Regions from separate parts of the Macaca mulatta genome. Here region 1 is linked to region 2. The links are chromatin contacts, called in public Hi-C maps. All regions are on one chromosome and are shown on one strand. Each heading gives the region's core, a stretch centred on a gene start, on an enhancer-like site or on the middle of the called end of the contact. The rest is flanking DNA. Distances are from core to core; before and after follow the strand shown.

Region 1 (2,700 bases), core at 168-2,667, 110 kb before region 2:
TCCCAGCACTTTGGGAAGCCAAGGCAGGTGGATCACATGGTCAGAAGTTTGAGACCAGCCTGGCCAACATGGTGAAACCTCATCTCTACTAAAAATACAAAAATTAGCCGGCCATGGTGGTGTGTGCCTGTAGTCCCATCTACTCGGGAGGCTGAGGCAGGAGAGTTGCTTAAACCCGGGAGACAGAGGTTGCAGTGAGCTGAGATTGTGCCACTGTACTTCAGCCTTGGCGACAGAGGGATACTCCGTCTCAAAACAAAAACAAAAACAAAGCAAACAAACAACAACAACAAAAAACAACCGTAATTATGATTTTCTACAATATAGCTGATCATGACTGAAGAGATATCACAAATCTGCCAGAAAGTTTGCTTTGCGTTAGTCCCAAGGTTAATACTGCCAGAGATTCCCACGCATGAAACCTCCTGTTCTCTCTCAGTAGCTGGTAGTCAAGTGCCTTGATTAACTAGACGCTACTGTGAGTCAACTGACATTTGAAAGTCTCAATTCAGTATTTTAGGGGTATCAATGCGTCATGTATGAAAACATGGGTCATATGCAAGACGCTTGTTGCATGAAAGTTGAGGATAGTCCATAATAATAATACTAACACTTATTGAGCTCTTACTGCATGTCAAATGCTTTCCTTGGTTTACATCCACTGACCCTTATCTGTTATCAGCTCCTTTTTATGGATGATAACATTGAGGTGTAAAGAGGCTAGGTAACTTTCCCAGAGTTATGGGGCTTGGATTAGACTGGGGACAGTGTAGTTCCAGAACTTGTGGTCCTGACTGCTACCCTTCTGCCTCAATACATAATTAGATACATGCTTTAGGGGATTGAAAACTTAGAAAATCAATGAGGATAGAAGCCTCTTGTGGTGGAAGTAGTGGTAGAATGAAGTGGACTAAAGCCAGGCATCAGGAGTCAGAAGGGACAGGAGTCTGACCTGTTAGTCCACTCACAGGAAATGAGAATTGATGGGATTTTGTTAACAGTTCATTTAACTTAGAGACATTGATGATAAACTCCTTTACCCTACTGAAGAAGTCAAGAACACCGGCATCAAGATGGACCTTTCTCCTGAGACTTTCTCACTTCATCTCTTTCATATCTTTTTGATACCGTTGCTTTCACTTCTCATTTCCTTTCATCACCTGTCAGGCTTCATATTACAAGCAGAGAAACCTAGGCCTGGCTTCTCTTGTTCGAACGTTCCTTCACTTAATATTTGCCCCGGGAGTCTTGGCAACTAGGCTCGGTAATGGCAACCTGGAGGGAAAGAAGACCTGGTTCCCCCTTCCACCCCCAACCTCATTAAATATGATGCAGTTCCTACCAAGAGGCTTGGGGGCGGAGGCTGTGTGGGCAGAAGACACAGCTTCCAAATGTTCTTGTAAATATTCATAAAAACATGTTAGTGTTGCTAAACCCACAGCAAACGATAATCATCCATCCCCCTACACCCTGCATCTTTTTGCTGTTAATCCTTTTGTCTGCCTTGAATTCCTTCCCACAATTGCTTCTCCCCCATCCTGTGTTTTTGAATGGCTGCCAGATACCCTACCCCTAGCCTTTGCAGCCCTTCATGTGGGTCTACGGTGCCCTTTTCAAAGCAATGACCCTCTGCTGCCAGCTAGGGACACGAATGACACACACCATCCCAGGGATGTTGCTTCTGATCATCTTGGTTCCTTGCTCTTGGAGAACACAACAATTATTCTGCCCAGGAACTGATGGGGATTTCTGAGCAACCTGGCACATCTGAAACATTTTTCTGACTCATTGAGCTGGCATATACTGCTAGATCAGCACTGGCCCTGTTCCACACAGCCTGTCACCAACAGTGGGTGTTGTTGTAAGCTCTAGTTTTGATTGTGGCAAGATGGGCTCTGTGACTCTCCTCTTGTTCTGTTGAGTTCAGAAAAGGCATCTGGTCTCCATTCACATTACATTTGACAAGAGTCCAAAACCTAAATGAATGTTGCTAATAAAGAACTGTAAGGAAAAAACATGTTGAGAACTACTGAGTGTATTCAACACACATCAAGCTTTGGAGCAGGGGGAGGGGAAGGGAATGAATGTGCTGGGTTAGGATCGCCCGTTGGAGGGCAAGAGCTCCCGGCTCTGCCTGGCTCTGTCCATGAACTGTGCCTCAGTTTGCCTTCTTGACATTGTGGATGTTAAAAAAGTGCTTTATAATTCAGAAGAGACTGCGTGCGACCTTGTAAATGTTTAACTTTGCTGTTGCTCAATGAAGTTTCAAATGAGCTAGGATTGATTGAACAGCCACTCTGTGTCTAAGTCAAAGGTGGCCAAGGAGAGAATTTAGCCCCTGCATGATCTTCACTGGCTCACTGCCTCCAAATCCTTTGACATGGGTAATTGGCATGTTCTCCACCTTTTGTATAGTACATGCAAATATGGCCTAAGCCCATCTCCCTTTTATCTTTCTCAGGCATATCTCTTGCATGATAGACTGCATCATGGTGTCTGCTTCCCAGAGGAACTAACCAGCACAGCAGGAGAGTTTACTTTCTAAATGGAATTAGCTGGAGGAGGCTAAAAAATGTTAAGATGTGAAACTAAATTAAGCTAAATGTCAATGAAGCCACTATTGAACAATGATTATTTTCTGAGGCATCCTCTAAATACATGAGGCAACTGAATGAGGAAACTTTTAAAAGAATATCTTAC
Region 2 (2,759 bases), core at 203-2,702:
CATGTTGCTCCTTGAGGTGCCTTTACCAATTGGAAGAGAATGCTTTGAGCTTCATGAAAGAGTAAAAGCAGGAGAGATGGACTATTCTTCCTGAGGTTGAAACTGAGCTCAACAGGCCTTCACATACTTTGAGTTTCTGTCTGAGGAAAGGAAGTCTTGTAAATCCTTTTAGCCTCTTTATTCTTTCATCTCTTCCATACTTGAGCCTAAAGTTGCTATCATCCAAGATGGTGGAAGACTAAATTAAGTGAATTGATACAGCCTGCAATCAGATGAATGCAGTGTATTGTCTCTAGGAACTATTCTGGAGAGCTGTTTTGTAATTAACCCAAAATGACATATTCAGATTTGATTAATCTCATGTGGTCAGTAGGTAAGCTTCACTTGAAGATTTTTTTTTTTTTTTTTTTTTTTTTATCAACAATAGGTCCTTCTCTGTGATATATTTGCAGGAGAATGTTTAAATAATATATATGGCAAATATGTTGATCAATGCCACCGTCAGAGATTTGGCTTAGTTTCATAAATACAACATATACAATGTTTTACCATATTTAATATATAGAGACATTGATTTACGTTCATGTTTATGTATTGTAAATTCATATACATATACGTAAAAATGTTATGTGTGTATAAATATACACACACATACACACACACACATATTTATGATTTAAAAAGTCATCTAATTATTTAAGCAGAGAGACTTGGTTTTCATTCGGTCCCTAACCCTGTCCTCTTAATTGGTATACACGATAAATTCAGAGTTATAGATTATTTCCTATGGCATTGGTGGACTACAGCTCAAACCTAAAGTTTAAAGATTTAATTTTCTGTTGTTCTTAATGAAATAACCAAAGCAGCAGTTCCCCGTGGTGGGATATGAAAAGTAGTGTATGGATACCTACTAAAACATTTGCAGACCTCCTCAGCTTTCTGTTTTTAATGTGATGAAAATTTGTACAAATAACAAAGAAAGAATGTCATGGTAACTAAAACATTTCCTATACATGTATTTTAGAGGGAAGCTAAATCAAAGGTCTTCAGAGAATTACTAGGGTTCTTTCTAGGAGGTTATTGACAAATATGTAGTTTGTCTCTGGAGTTTGTGCCTCTTTCACAGATTGGTGTATTTGTGATCCCACCGGCAGAATAAGTGTCTGTAATTCATTTCTCCTTGTTAACTAGTGCGCCTTTGTGTAGAGGATGATTGGCAGCAAAGTCGGCTGAGTCCCAACGGATGAGCTTGTTAGCAAAACCCTAGCATCCTATCTCTAATAAAGCATATCAGCAGTACATTTTGTCCTATCTATTAGCCTCTCTGTTTCTTTTTTTGTGAAAAGCTGAGTGTCCCTTTGAAGCAATGACAAATAAACCCCTGAACTGAAGTGCTAGGCTGCCTTACGGACAGCTGGATAGTAAATGTCACACCGTGTAGAGAATGCCTATTATCAGAGTGAGCCATTTGTTCCCGGCCTTTCAGTATCTTAATGTAATACAAAATTGCTAAATCAAGCCCCATGTCTGTGACAGAACATAATTAATGAGAAAGCAGGAGCCAATTCAACACTCTTTATTGGGACCTAATTGGCTCAGGCAACAGAGTTGTCACTCAACAAGAGACTTCCTTTAAAGCAATTTTGTTCTTGGTTGTATTACAGAGCCTATTAAATTGTCCCCTCCTTGATCACACAAAGAAGTATCTGCATGCAATAATTAGCTTTTCCAGGGGGAATTTTTTTTAACTCATGCAATACCGAATCATTCTCAAACTGTCTGGAAAAACACCCAGGCTGTGGGGATGTGCTGCCATACTGAGCTGCACTGTAGGCTGTTTTCCAGGCTGCCGAGGCAGCAGGGATCTGTGCTGCAGGAAGCTGAACAGGAGCCCCAAGGAAAAGAGAAGCATGTTCAAATGTGGAGGGTAGGAGGATGAGAGAGGGAGTGGGTAGAGGAAATTACTTTGATGGATAATCATAGCTCACGTCATAATCTGCAGTTAGAAAGGGCAAAAAAGAAATGCCTATATGTACCTATTTAAATATATGTTTAGTTTTTTGTAGTCATACCCAAGTCACTTAGAAATCAAAATGAACAAGGCCATGGCAGGGGTGGAGGTTAAATATATAGAGAAACCTGAATTGTCTAGATCAACATTAATACATTCGACCACATCTTGGAGTTTTATGGGGCACACTGTCTCAAAACCAGCACAAATATTTACAAGTATTTAGTGGCATGTGACTATTTATTACAATCTGAAATTTCACTTTTGGGAATTATGCCCCCCCCAACCCATTTAACAAACCTCAAAATAAATTTAGACCTGGTATTTATATTATTGTTACAAAACTGTTTCTTTTTTTTCTGTCACAGTATCAGAGAGTTCAAATAAATCTGTGCCTTCTCTTCATAAGTTTTAAGACAATGTGACATGCAGTAACTGGAGACCATGGAGAACTGAGCTTACAGTTTATACTGGCATTTGCCTGCATTTGGATGAAAAGGACACGACTGGTTAAACTACAGGAAAAGCAAATGGGAAAGTTGTAGGAAATATACTTTACAACATACAAATTAAGCAATGAATTGTACAGATGTTAAAACTGCAATAGTTGAGATAAGAAAAAAATTATTAAAGGTTGGTTTAAGTGACAGCACTTTGAACAGTCTAAATAAAGGCACGTATGTGGCTCTTTTCTTGAAATATCTGTCAATATCTCCCTTCTGTGCCTTCAGAAACAACGCAGACTGTC

The links. A called contact is a pair of places that touch in the nucleus more often than the background predicts.
Region 1: a Hi-C map of fetal cortex germinal zone shows a contact between it and region 2, with 2.0 times the contacts expected there. The contact joins two enhancer-like sites. A contact is called at or near these places in 2 of 14 Hi-C or Micro-C datasets (fetal cortex germinal zone and fetal cortical plate).

Annotation. Positions count from the first base shown.
Region 1 is chr7:103,503,163-103,505,862 of T2T-MMU8v2.0, reverse strand. No RefSeq gene overlaps it. Among named protein-coding and RNA genes, the nearest start is that of G2E3, 160 kb to the left of the region's middle. Within about 2 kb of position 1,417, at least 12 of the 40 cell types and tissues checked have an H3K27ac peak or open chromatin away from gene starts, as enhancers often do. A contact at or near this core is called in fetal cortex germinal zone and fetal cortical plate, where this site is marked.
Region 2 is chr7:103,396,779-103,399,537 of T2T-MMU8v2.0, reverse strand. No RefSeq gene overlaps it. Among named protein-coding and RNA genes, the nearest start is that of G2E3, 260 kb to the left of the region's middle. Within about 2 kb of position 1,452, at least 9 of the 40 cell types and tissues checked have an H3K27ac peak or open chromatin away from gene starts, as enhancers often do. A contact at or near this core is called in fetal cortex germinal zone and fetal cortical plate, where this site is marked.